Regions from separate parts of the Mus musculus genome. Here region 1 is linked to region 2. The links are chromatin contacts, called in public Hi-C maps. All regions are on one chromosome and are shown on one strand. The core of a region is the stretch at or near the end of the contact, and the rest is flanking DNA. Distances in the headings are between cores, read along the strand shown. Region 1 has its middle 72 kb from the start of Gm41423. Region 2 has its middle 22 kb from the start of Gm25547.

The links. A called contact is a pair of places that touch in the nucleus more often than the background predicts.
Region 1: a Hi-C map of muscle stem cells shows a contact between it and region 2, with 1.7 times the contacts expected there. The contact joins two enhancer-like sites. A contact is called at or near these places in 3 of 484 Hi-C or Micro-C datasets (adipose-derived mesenchymal stem cells, cortical neurons and muscle stem cells).

What each region holds. Positions count from the first base shown.
Region 1 is chr16:15,182,412-15,189,284 of GRCm38.p6, forward strand. No RefSeq gene overlaps it. Among named protein-coding and RNA genes, the nearest start is that of Gm41423, 72 kb to the left of the region's middle. Within about 2 kb of position 3,535, at least 17 of the 459 cell types and tissues checked have an H3K27ac peak or open chromatin away from gene starts, as enhancers often do. A contact at or near this core is called in muscle stem cells, where this site is marked.
Region 2 is chr16:14,825,704-14,833,178 of GRCm38.p6, forward strand. No RefSeq gene overlaps it. Among named protein-coding and RNA genes, the nearest start is that of Gm25547, 22 kb to the left of the region's middle. Within about 2 kb of position 1,543, at least 21 of the 459 cell types and tissues checked have an H3K27ac peak or open chromatin away from gene starts, as enhancers often do. A contact at or near this core is called in muscle stem cells, where this site is marked.

The sequences.
Region 1 (6,873 bases), core at 2,285-4,784, 360 kb after region 2:
TAACGGGGTAGATACAGTCTGTCCAATGTCCAAAAATGTTATCAGTCCAAGTACAAGAACATAGAATGAGATAACCAACACCTACAAACACAGAGAAAGACAATCAACACACAGACTATTCACCCCTGCCATGGGCACAAACAGTCCAAGTCCAAGAACACAGAGAAAGAAAATCAACACACAGTTCACCCCTCCAAGGGCTCAGAAGCCAGGTTATAGCAAGACTTGGTTCCTGCTGATATTGTGTCTCGCTGTTTCCAAAAAGAGCAGAATCCTCTCAACTACCTCAGGGGGCCTGAAGCATCATCTACACTCCCCACAGTCACGGCATTAAGACATGTCTGAAGTCCACAATTGACTGCACCAGACCGGAGGCTTTCCAGCTGACATCATGCTCAAGAGCCAAAAGTGAAAGCAAAAGACAGAACGACAAACACTGACAAACACAAGTTGGCACCTGTTGTTGAGTTCAATTTGTTCCCCTCCGATTAGTTGAGTCTGTGGTTGCTTGGGGGATCTCCTCAAATCCCTGAAGAAGCCCCCAAATGTAATACCCTGACCCTCGATCAGTGGTACTTACTTCAAGATGCCCTCCCACCCCACCCCTGAGTGAGACACCGAGACACAGATCAATGCAGAAAAGCAAGAGGTTTATTTTCCGGCATGTTGGGGTTGACCTTCAATCCCTCAAGGCAAATGACTAGAAGGCGAACCCTCACCCCCAATGACTATTAAAAGGACTTTTTATACTTTTTAGAAGCACAGGTTACATTATCAATGTTACAGTTCAAACTTATTGGGTAAGCATATTCACTTTTAAATCTATTGGCTAGCAAGCCTGGCATGCATTTGAACTCTACCTAGGACTTTCCAGAGGGTCAAGTAACTATCAGTCAGTACGTTCTGAAAACTTTTACTCAAGAATATTCCTGTGGGTGGAGAATGGAACTTGGCCTAGCCTTGACTCCAGGTAGGAAGGAGAATCTGTAAGAAGGGTATGGGACTGGAAAACCCCTTAGGGTCTCTAAACAGGAAGTGATAGGCAGACCCAAAGGAATGTCTCCAGTGACGTACTCCAAAGAGGCACACTTCCTAAAATTTCCACCATTTCTCTAATCAGTACTGCCATCTGGGATTTCTATTCCACCTTACACCAAGCAGAATGGCTAAGATCAAAACCTTAGGTAAAACACTTGTTGGGGAGGATGTGGAGAAAGAGGAACACTCCTCCATTGCTGGTGGGACTGCAAACTGGTACAACCACTCTGGAAATCAGTCTAGAGGTTCCTCAGAAAATTAGAAATAGATCTACCTGAAGACCCAGCTGTACTGATGTTGGGAATATACCCAAAAGATGCCCCACCATGCCACAGGGGCACGTGTACTATTGTGTTCATAGTGGTCTTGTTTGTGATAGCCAGAAGCTTGAAACAACCCAGATATCCCACAACAGAAGAACAGATACAGAAAATGTGGCTCATTTACACAATGGAATACTACTCAGCTATTAAGAACAGGGGCAGCTTCTTGAGAAACATTGATAGTGGAATTCTATTCTGTAGGTGAAGGCAGGATAATCCTTCATCACAGCAGACACGTGTTACATTGCTACTGGAGCCCTCTGGTAGGCCCACTGTGTAAGAAAGGCTGAGCTCAAAGTCCCAAAGAGACAAACAGCCCTAGGAGTCACTTCCTTGACATGTCACTGAGAGAAAGCAAAGTAAAAACAAAGCCACTCCTAGGCTCCTTGCTATTTGTAGGACTGGAGTCTTGTTCTTGTTCCCCACAAACTAAACTAGTGATGCCCAGTGCCTGGATAAGCACTGCACTGCAGAGTTGGCATCTTTAAAAATCCTCAATTAAAAATAAATGATCTTTTTTTGGATAGTATATTAATGTTTCACTTAGAAAAGGAAAGAATGATAAGGAAGGGGACAAGAGGAGACAGGCACCACTACCACCACAGCCACCTGAAGTGCTTTGGATTTGAATTTTCAACTTCTGGGAATACACAGAGTCTTCCTCTTCTCGGCTTTTCTTCCTCACAGGGCAGCTGGGAATGCACCAATTTCACCCATGTGTCTAATGCTTTTCATGCTTCTCAGGACGCCCTGCTGCGCTGAGCTTGCCAGACCCTGCCAAAGGGACCACAAGGAGCAAACCCTTTCAAACACACTAACAACAGGAACAAGGGATGTCAGAGAAATATGTTTATTTTTATATTATTGCTTCCTCACTCCCTTGAATGATAACATTTGAACCACTTACTATTTGACCAGAGAGGACAGAAGCCTCGAATATAATTTTGTTTTTTGCTGTTTGAACCATCATTCATTTCTCTTTCATCCATTTCTAAGTTTGAGGAATTCTAAAACAAGAACCAAGCCATTCACTTAACTTTGCATTAAGAAGTTTGAAGACACTTTCCCCCAGCCACAGTCATGTACAAGAGTAATATAAAGGGCTCTCGAGCCATCTGCACCTATACAAGTACAAGAGAAAGTCTCTACAGAGTGTGTAGGAAATCACTGTGTAAGACCCAAAAGTTAACCTGTAAGCCCCACCTGTCCAAGGACCAGGTAACTTCTTGGAATACTGGGAGATGCAGTCCTTGGAAAAGAACAAAGCCATGTGGGCAAATACAGTGGCTCAATTCATTTATCCTTAAGTAGCCCCTACAACATGTCTTGTTGCTATTCAGCTGGAAATTCCAGAGAGTGGTCCTGACCAAAGATAATGCTGGTCAGTATTTAATTAACCTTGCTTCAAATTTGGATCAAAATGATGGAGCCTGATATTCCCTTGTGAATCTCAGAATTAACAAGTTCTCAGATACCACTGAGCTATTTGGCATATGGAGTAGGCTCTGCATCAGAGCTATGAGACCAACAGAAGCCCATGGCCTGGGAGGCTGTAGAGAGCATGGCAGCCCTTAGTGTCTCTTCATTCATTCCTGTATTCATGGTAGAGCCAAGAGAGAAAAGATAAGAAAGTCAACCTGCACACAGGGTGGGGGAGAAAGCCAGATGGGACAGGGGGTATTGGGACAGCAGTTCTATCTGCTTTCTGGAGGTCCAGTTACCAACAATCAATCATATCTTAAATTTTTAAATGGAAACTTCCAAAAACAGGGCCAGCCAAAAGTTTAGTGCTTGCCTTGAAAGTTCAAAGACCTGAGCTTTGTCCCTTGAACCTACACTTTAAAATCATCTAAGATACTGGTATGCTCATATAATCCCAAAGCTTGGATTCCCTAGCCAGCCAGCCTAGCCAGGTTGGTGAATTCCAGGCTGATCCTGTATACCCAAGATGTTCTTTGGCCTCCAAACACACACACACACACACACACACACACACACACACACACACACACACACACACACACCTGTACCCACACAGTACACCTGCATAAGTGTAAGTACACTTTTATAGATAAAGGCAAAAAATTGTGTCTTTCTGAGTAGATGATGAAATCTCTTGTGGTCTAGGTCCTTCACTCATTCAGACATGATTCATCCTATTATCCAGTGTGTTCATGCTGTATAAAGTTAGCCACTCAATAAATGTCTTGGTTGTCTGGTGACTGCTGCAATATTTCAGTGTGTATACAGGAAGCTCATATTTTACTCAATTATAGTTCCAAAGCACCAGAGTATGAATGTCGGGTGCTGGACATGGGAAAACAAAGGGGTGGGAAACCCATCTCCCACCAGAGCTCGGATAGACTGCTGCGGGACCCCGTGGAAGCATGCAGGAAGGGTGCCAGGCCTCACAGGCTACACAACCCCGCTCTGGGGGGCGGGGGGGTGACCGGTTCTCACTCTCAGACGTCCCAGACCACTGTTTGTTGTGGAACAGTTGAGAACAGGCCCTCAGACAGACTCGGGCCCTGGAGCCGAAGAGGAAGGTAGCGGGAGAGCTCTAGCAGATTAGTTACCTCAGGGACAAGAGACCCTGGCTAGCTCAGGCTGCTAGTTCTGTGGGTGGCTTGGGTTGGCTGGTAATCGTGACTGGAGTGTAGGGAGGCCTCCCGGTAGGAGGTTAGATGCACAGCTTGTTAGAGGGAGACCTGCTCCATTGATCTAACATGGTGGATTTCGATGAGCAGAGACAGTCCATGGTCTGAAGGCATTTATTGTAGAAAGGCAGGGGGAGGGGGAGGGGGAGGGAGAAAGGGAGAGAGCGAGGAAGGAAGGAAGGAAGGAAGGAAGGAAGGAAGGAAGGAAGGAAGGAAGTTAGAAAGGAAGGAAGGAAGTTAGAGGACAGCCATGGCCACGTGAAGAGAGGGGAGAAAGGAAGGGGAGTAGGAGAGTGAGAGGTTAAGGAGAGAGCAAGAATTTAAGAGAGAGAGGAGGAGCCAAGCAGCCCCTTTTATGGTGGGCTGGGCTACCTTGCTGTTGCCAGGTAACTGAGGGGAGGAGCTTACCTGGCTGTAGGCAGAATACTAGGATCTTGGTACATTGTCTAAGTGACTGATAATCACAGGATTATGGAGTTGGGGAGTTGATGACACTTGTGTCTGGGAGCATAGATTAAGGTTTGGTACCTTATAGATTTTTCTACTGGGTCTCCCGAGTAAGCCTTGCTTGACCAGAATACAGATTGCTTTTCACGGTCCAACATGGATGCTGGCAATTTGATCATGGCAAAGGGAATCCATCAGAATGTCCATGAGGAGAAAAGGTGAAAGTTTATCATAAACAAACCCACAAAGGATCAAGTATTACACAGTTCCAAGCAAGGACTGATCTTGGTACATAGCCAGTGGCAACGGGCACTGATTTTTAGGCAGAGGTTGCAGAGTGTCCATCAGTGAGTGAACAACAGGCCCATATTCTCGAAGTGACATCAAAAGAAAGGACATTAGTGTGATTGTCCCTGCCATGGCTTGTCCCTCACTGAACAGTGATGATTCAGCAAGAGACATTTGGCTATAATTCTCATTGTATTAGAGTTTCACTAACATATTTCTCTGCCTGCATCAGTAGCCAACCTTCCCAAAATACCACCTTAGCAGCATCATGGAGCCACATCTTCTCCTTAATTCTCATCTCCATTTCAAACTTCTTGCTCAAGCCAAGTCAGAGGTTCCTTTGAATGACATTGTAAATTTTCTAGTTCTTCCCATCATATAGCTGCCTGAATGGTTCAGGGCTTTACCTGTTAGAACTTAATAGGCAGCCTGGGATGAAGAAAGAACACAGCTCTGACCTTGAACTAGTAGTGTTCCTCCCTTTATCCCTTACAAGCTTTTATCTGTATGTTTGAACTTGCTTATTTATGGGAATTGTCCAATGATACAAATGATTCATTGCTGGCTTGTGAGGAACAAAACAAAATTTGCCCAAAATACTTTATAGAGTAATGTTAGTAGTCTTCTTAAACACTGCCTTGGGTAAACCAGTTAGTTCCCTAAACCTACTCCACAGAACTTACCACTTCACCAAGCCCAAACTCTCCTTTTATGACAAAGACCTCTGTGGCCTCCAATTGCTTAACACTGAGGGTCTCACAGGGCCCTGATCCTACTACAAGCCACTCTTTCAAAGACCTGTAAGTCATAGTCTGAAGCCATCATACTCTGTGTAACTCTGCATGACTGGTCTTAAATCACTACTTCTCATCTCCAGCCTATCTCTGTGAAATCTGCTTCTGGGGCACAGCTTTTGCTTGGGAGATTTTTCTGACCTTCATACTATATTCACCTCCCCATAGACACAGCCAGGCCTTACTTCATTTTAAAAAGAAATGATGGATTTCAGTGCCCCATCTTCAGAGATAGAAACACACACACACACACACACACACACACACACACACACACACACACACACACACCAGACTCCCCAAAAAGCAGGTAGCAGATCAGAATTTGACAGGACTTCCGGTACCCTGACCCTCATCCATCCTGAGCTTGCGTTGCAAGGCTCTGATGCATAAGTGAAGATGTTCTCAGACTTATGTTGTTTATTGTGCTTCAGTAGACTTTTGTTTCTGTTCCATAAAGGAAAAAATAACCTGAATTTTTTAGGTAAGGCCTAAAGGGAAAACATGCAGTTCTCATAGTAAATGGGATGAAATGATGTTACCAGGTCTCACTGAGGGTCAAATATGGACATCTGTTATCAGTTCATTTATAGACAGCTAAGTGAGGTTAGAGAAGTTTAGACTATCAAAAATCACAATGAAGTGAATTAGCTAGCATCAGGTGAGAACTTCACAGAGAAAACTTATTTGAAGGAAGAACTAAGGCACTTGACTTGGCATTCTTCCCCATCAGACCAGATGCTCAGTTCACATGCATCAGTTGGTTAAGGTAAAATTTCCTCCAACGATCCTCGCTAAACAAAGTTCTCTGTGTGTGGTATGGTAAATGTGAGTGTGGTATGTGAGTATGAAAGTGGAGTGTGTGTTTGTGTGTGTGTGTGTGTAAATGGTTCACCATGTGTGTATCTGTATTCATGAATGTATTATGTGTACATGTGAGTGTGGTATGCATTTGTGTGTGTTGTATGTGAATATGAGTGTGTGTGTGATATGAGTATATGTGTATGTGGTATGTGTGTATTTGTGTGTGTATGTGTATATGTATATGGGGCTATGGAAGGTGAATATGTTTGTGTGTGTGGTATATGTATATGTCTGGTGTGCAAGCATATCTGTGTGCAGGTATATGTAGTTCCTTTTGCACAGCTGTATATACTTGTGGCTTGTACAAAACCCTAAAGCAGTATCTGCTCAGGAACTGTATGAACATATCTGTTGCCATGGCAAAGCACATACAATGGAAGCCTGACAATCTGAGTTTAATCCCAGGAACCACAGTAGATAAAGAGAACTGACTCCACAAAGTTGTCCCCTGCCCTAAACACA
Region 2 (7,475 bases), core at 293-2,792:
AGGGGGGCGAAGGGGGAGAGAGAAGGAGAGCTAGAGAGTAAGAAAGGTGAGAGTTTAAAAAGAGATCGAGGGGCCAAGAGCCTCCTTTTATAGTGTGCTGGGCTATCTTGCTGTTGCCAGGTAACTATGAGGAGGAGCATACCTGGCTATAGTCAGGTAACTGTGGGGGTGGAGTCTAGCCAGAATGCCAGGAGTTTGGGACATTGTCTGCATGATTGACAGTCATACACCTCTCCTGCAGGGGCTGTGGGGGGGCAGTAACTTCCACAGGAGCCAGGGGTCCAGGAGACATGATTGAACACCTTCTGTCCCATGTAGGTGGAAATCACCACCCATTGGGTTCCCTGGGGTTCTAGATCTTTGCTTGACTAGAGACCAGGCTGTCTGTGTGCAACCCACTGCCCCACATAGGTCTATCCATTTACCCACACATTGCATGATGTCATTTAAAAAAAAATCTGAGTAATACTCCATTTTGTAAGTACACAATATTTTAAAATCCATTCTTCAGTTGAGGGACCTGTAGGGTTTTTGCAGTTTATGGATGCTGTGAGCATAGTTGGACTATACAAATACAGTTGCTATGAACATAGGTAAGCAAGTGCCCTTATGGTAAGATGGAGCATCCTTTGGGTATATGCCCAAGAGTAGCATAGCTGGGTCTTGAGGTAGGTCAATTCCCAATATTCTGATAACCTGCTATATTGCTTTCCAAAGTGACTATACACGTTTGCACTTCCATCAGCAATGGAGAAGTCTCTTGATTTCTTTATATATTTGCATGTTAGCCCTCTGTCAGATGTAAAGTTGATCAAATCCTTTCTCATTCTGTAGGTTGCTGTTCTGTCCTATTGACAGTGTCCTTTGCCCCAAAGAAGCTTTCAATTTGATGAGGTCACATTTATTAATTGTTAATTTTAGTGGCTGCACTGTTGGTCTCCTGTGCAAGTGCATTCAGAACTATTCCCCACTTTCTCTTCTATCAGATTTAGTGTTTCTGGTTTTATGTTGAGATCTTTGATCACATAGATTTGAGTTTTATGCACCATGATAGATATGGATTTATTTTCATTCTTCTACATACCAACATCCAGTTACACCAGCACCATTAGTTTTCTTTTTATCAAAATTCAGGTGTCCATAGGTGTGTCGATTTTTTTGGGTCTTCAATTAGATTCTGTTGACCAACCTGTTTTTGTGCCAATATCATGACTTTTTTTTTTATTATTACTATTGCTCTGTAGTACAACTTGAGATTAAGGATAGAAACTCTTTTCATCTTCCAATAGCTTCTTCAATTTTCTCCTTCAAAGATTTGAAGTTTTTATCATATAGGTCTTTCACTTGCTTGGTTAGAGTGACTCCATGGTAATTTATGTAATTTCTGGCTACTGTGAAGGGTATTGAAGTGAAATTTTCTAGTTGTGTCATGTGATGCAGTCTCACGTGACGTTTTACTAAAGCAGTCTTATGTGATATTTTGCTAAGGCAAGCCATGTGAAAGGACACATGATGTTTTGAAAGAGTATGACTCAATGGACAGGCATTCCAGCTGGTCCTGGTCACTCAGGCTGACTTATGCAGATTCTGTGAAAGCCTGACTGTTTCTGCTGGGTGGTGCCAACACTGCTGATTCTTGTTTGGTAAACTGGACTGTCGGTATCTTGACACTACTGAACTGGACTGCTGGTATCCTGACAATGGAGATTAAAATCACCCCAAAGAACTACTTCTAAACAGGTCCATATTTTCTTGTCCAATTTACCATCTTTTTGCCCCTACCTTTTGATAGTGGACTAGAAGGGGGTCAAAGCTTTTGAGAACTCTTGTTAAAGTATGTTTTGAAAAATCTAAGCATAAGGGTGTTGTTTCTCTGATTTCTTTCCCAGCCCCTTTATCATTTGTACATAAGAGGGCTACTCAAGGCATCTATCTGACTGGTCCTGGTCACTCCCACTGACTCATGCAGATTCAGAGGAATATTGATATCAAGACCTTTTGAAAGTCTTGTAGAATTCTGCACTAAAACTGACGGGCCCTAGGCTTAGTTGGGTTGGGAGAATTTTAATGATATCATCTGTTTCCTTGGGGGGTTACATCTATTTTTGTTTATCTGACTTTGATTTAAGAGGAATCTTTTGAGAACATTGTCCATTTCCTTTAGATTTTCCAGTTTTGTGGGATACAGGATTTTAAGTACAATCTAATGAGTCTTTGAATTTCCTCAGTGTCTATTGCTATGTTCCGTTTTTCATTTTTGATTTTGTTATTTTGGATATTCTTTCTCTGTCTTTTAGTTAGTTTGGATGAGAGTTTTTCTATCTTCTTGATTTTCTCAAAGAACCAACTCTTTGTTTTATTGATCCTTTTTATTCTCTTCATTTCTATTTTATTAATTTCAGTCCTCAATTTATTTTCTGCTCTCTATACCTTTTAGGTGTGTTTGCTATTTTTATTTTGTTGTTGTTGTAGAGCTTTCATCTGTGCTTTTTTTTTTTTTTTTTTTTTTCTGTTTGTTTGGTTGGTTTGGTTTGGTTTTTGGACTTTTTTCAAGACAGGGTTTCTCTGTGTAGCCCTGGCTGTCCTGGAACTCACTCTGTAGACCAGGCTGGCCTCGAACTCAGAAATCCACCTGCCTCTGCCTCCGAAGTGCTGGGATTAAAGGCGTGTGCCACCACCGCCTGGCTTCAACTGTGCTCTTAAGTCTCCAATTTCTTTTTGAAGGTACTTAATGCTATGAACTTTCTTCCTAATCAAGCTTTCATTGTGTCTGCCTTTTTATGTTTCTTGGCATTTTTCTCTTGCTGCTTTTAATATTTTTTGTTCTGCTTATTTAGTATTTTAATTATTATGGGACATGAGGATTTTCTTTTCTGGTCCAATTAATTTGGTGTTTTGTAAGCTTCTTGTACCTTTACAGCTATCCCCCTTTTTTAGGTTAGGACATTTTCTTTTCTTTGATTTTGGTAAAAATATTTTCTGGGCCTTTGATCAGAATGTCTTCTCCTTCTATCCTTATTTTTCTTAGGTTTGTTTTTTTCATAGTGCCCCAGATCTATCAGGAAATTTTTTAGATTTAATATTTTCTTTGACTGAACTATCTAATTCTTCTATCTTATCTTCAATGCTTAAGATTCTCTGTTCTAGCTCTCATTACCTTTGGCTATGCTCGGATCTGTAGTTCCAGTTCACTTACGTAGATTTTCATTTCCAGGATTTACTTGATTTGTGGGTTGTTGTTTGTTGTTGTTGTTGCTTCCATTCCCATTTTTAGGTCTTGAACAGTTTTATTTGTTTTTCCTCCTTGTCTTTCTTGACATTTTAAAAGGGATTTATTGGTTTTTACCATATATTTTATTGTCTTTTCCTCAAATTTTAAAAGGTATTTATTAATGTACTCTTAAGAACCTCTCTCATCTACATAAACATCATTTTCTTGCACTTCATCTGTGTTGGGCAATTCAGGGCTTGCTGTAGTGGAATTTCTGGGCTCTGCTGGTGAAATATTGCCCTGGCTGTTGTTGATTGTGTTTTATCACTGCCATTTAGGCATTTTCATTTAGAATGATTATGGGTTTAGGTTGCTGATTTCTGGGTTTGTCTTTGTTGAATGGGCGTTTTCTTCCTCCATTTCTGTTTCCTCTCTGGTCTTCTGACTCAAGTGGCCTGTGGTTAAGTAAAGGTTTTGCACTCAAGTTGGGGTGGACTTTTAGACTTCTTTGATCCTGCAGCAGGTTGCTGCCCAAGTTAGGATTTGGAGCTCTAATTTGAGTAGAGGTCCTCTAAGGTTCAGGATGCTAGCCTGGCCTCTGGTTGAATAGGAGGCTTCTCCTGGAGGTGTGGGCCAGGATATGGTTACAAGGAAAAGAAGGCCATTTGGAGGTTTGCTTGGCACATACTTGTGGGTTGGGAAGTAGTCTTACCTAGGGTTCAGGAGCTTCCTCGGGAAGATTTAAATGACTAACCCTGCCACATAATTCCCAATGGTAGTCATTTAGATATTCACAGATCAATTTAAGAGCTAAATTAGAAAAAGTTCCTTTTCAAAGAGGAACAGTAGAAGCATCTTCTTAGATTGTTCTAAGAGAAAGTTTAAAATGTGGGCCTTTTTCAACAAAACTGAAATAATGCAGAGGAAAAATAGGCACATATGTGTACAAAGTGTGGGCATTTATACATGCAGACTTGAATTACCAAGTTAGCTTGTGAGAACATAATTTAATTAATAAAATAATTTTATTGAACCAATAAAAGCAAACATTATTCTTATCCTTAGAACTGTAAACTTTTCTTATATCTGTTTAATACTGTAAAGGAATAAAATATTAGCCTGAATTTTTCACATGCAATTGTATGGTAAAGCAAATCTTCTTCACTTCACTTAGCATGTACTTAGCCGATGCTACTTTGCTGAAGTTGGTTCGAAAAATTTCTGCCTTGTCTGTCTTCCTGATGACAGAAATCTGAGATTCCTGACCAGTTTGCAAGGAATGCAACACACACACACACACACACACACACACACACACACACACACACACACAGTGAGAGAGAGAGAGAGAGAGAGAGAGAGAGAGAGAGAGAGAGAGAGAGAGAGGGCATGGTGGTGGGGAGAGAGACAGAGAGACAGAGACAGATTTAAAACTGAGAAGAGAGCAATCAGAGATTATTTTTAGTTATTCTTCTGATCTTTGAGTGAGCAAATGAGGAAAAATAATCATTTTACTAAGAAATTATGAATGGAATTAATTTTGCCATTTCTTCGCTAAATGGTAAGTTATGGTAGAATTCTCTGAGCCACCTACATATATTATGGTAGAATTCCATAAACCATCTCCATATTTATGTCCTCAACATGGTAACTTTCATTGTAGTAGTTCTTGAAATGTTCTTTTTAAACATTTACTTATTTTAATAAATTTGTTATTAATTAAAATATTCTTTTAATTAATCATATGTATGAATGTATGTATGTGTGCAAATATGTGTGTGTGTGTGATTATATTAGGGGAGTTATACATTCATCATGTCTGTATGTTGGGAAGGTATTCATTGTGTGTACACTTATGGTGTTTATGTGTGTGTGTGTGTGTGTGTGTTTTATGGGGATGTGTGCATTAATGTGTATATGTATGTGAATGCCACCATGACCTTTAGAAGTTTAGGAAAACCTCTTCAAGTTTAGTCTTCGCATTCCACCTTGTTTGAGTTTTGTCTCTTTGTTTCCTGTCTTTAGTTTTTGTGTAAGCCAGGCTAGCTGCCTCTTGACAAGAACTTTAGAGAGCCATCTACCTCCCATCTTTCTATAGAAGCACTGTACTTAAACACACATACCCTCATGTCCCACTCATGTGATATAGGAATTTGAACTCAATTCCTCATATATCAGTGGCAAACACTTTATTCACTGAGCCACATCCCCAGATGTCAGTCTGGTTTTTGAGCAAGAAAGAATACAAAAGATGGCTTAACAGACATTTTCTGTTCTGGCAGAGAGTTGTAGCATCTCACAGTTGTCTATAACAGCAGTTTCAGGGCATCCAACACCTTCTTCTGACCTCCACAGTCACCAAGTATGCATGTAGTGCATAGACATAGATGCAAGCAAAATATCCATATACATAAAATAAATACATTAAATAAAAATAAATTATTAAAGAAAAGACATGAACAGGTAGAGTTGTCTGAAATGAACTGCTTGGGCATACCATCTGTATAAGAAAGTTCTGCCACTCCTCCAAACCAAGCTCTGGACTGAAGAAGAATTAAGCCTATCCTGACCAGCCACACTGGGACATACGGGGCTGCAGATCATGCTACCTAGGCAAAGCAACAATTAGGGTGTAGGAGGATCCCCTAGTTGTTGTTAACTCAAACAAAGTGGAGTTAAATTCAGGGTTAACTGTCAAAAGAAATCTTGTACTATTCTTTACAAAAACCGTAGGAAAGTGTAGACTTTGCTGCTGTGAGATCACGTATCTGCAAGGCGTGGAGAAAAAGATTTTCCTCATACCTATAAGAGTTGGTAGCATCTTCACACGTACAGTCACAAAAGAAAGAAATTGCATTTCTCTCTTCATATTACTTGTAGATATGAACCAATACCACATTAATAGACATGTTAACATGGAAGGGGAAAATCATGAGGATGCATACCTAGACAAAGAACTATAGGCAACAAGGAAATTTGAGAGTAAGAGAGTATTAACTGGAGATAGACTCCATAATTGGTTATTGAATGCCATGTGGCCAGCCCTGAAATCATAATCATATGATTATGCAAAACAATACAGACTGAGAAAGTTGTATACACATACGTATATACATACAAAATTAAAGAAAAGTAGGCTATGAATTCATGAGGGAACAAGAAGGGAAAGACATGGGAGAAGGAATAAGAAAAAGGAAGAAAGAAGTGATATATTTATATTGTAATTTTTTTAAAAACTATAATGTTCATGCTGGAAGAAAGTCCCAGAAGTAAAACCGATGGCTGAACAGGCCACAGAATTCTAAAAATGTCTGTGCCCTGCCAGTGGTGATACAGAAATCAAGGCTTACAGATTTCACGGAGGAAAGCTGCTCAGGTCTCACTTTTATAGAGAAATCTCACAAGCCAAACACAGTTTTCGGTGTGGGAATATGTCAGACTCTGGAAGTTTCTGTACTTGCATCTACCTGGCTCAGATCACATCTCACAGTCAATGATTGTTTTCCCTGGATCAACCCTTAGCCCCCTCAGCCCACCCCACACTTTTAGAAGAAGGATTCTAGGAGAAACGCAGACAGACATATACCTGACCAGTGAAAGGAACTGAACTGAGAAGGTTTATTCAGGCCGTTAGCAGTCTACTTTTTCACACCTCACCAACCCACGGAGCATACAACTCTGCATTTTTCCTTTAGGTGGGACACTAACCAAGAAGTCATTTATATTTTAATTTACTTACAAGATAAAGATCAAACAAAGCAGAATGAACAATAAGTAAACTAGTGGAGCTCACATCTTCACTATAATTTGGAAAAAAAAAATCCTTTTAACATGCTTAGTGCTCAAGAACTATGCCATGAATGAAAGAATAACCTAATGCATGGGCCCACTTCCTGTCCCTGTGCTTTCAGGCTCTTTATATCTAGCAATTTCAATACTCACACTCAGACTGAGGCTCAGCCCTTGAGTAAAATGTGTTGCTGCTGCTCTGGGAACTTAACGGAGCTTTAACATTTAGGATAGTATATTATATTCTGTTGTGGTGAACTCTGTCTCATCCAATACACTCAGGGAGGGAGACCTATTGATATTCAGCAAATTTTTTGCAAGCTACATTTGTAGAATGTAATTTAAAAACCACTGAATCAAAGAATCCATGTAGAAACCTGAAATTTTCCAGCCGCTGCTTTGTTTAAGAATAGAGCACTCAAACTCAAATTAAGTGTAAACTTAATCAAAACATTCCTTAATATTTTGCCTATAC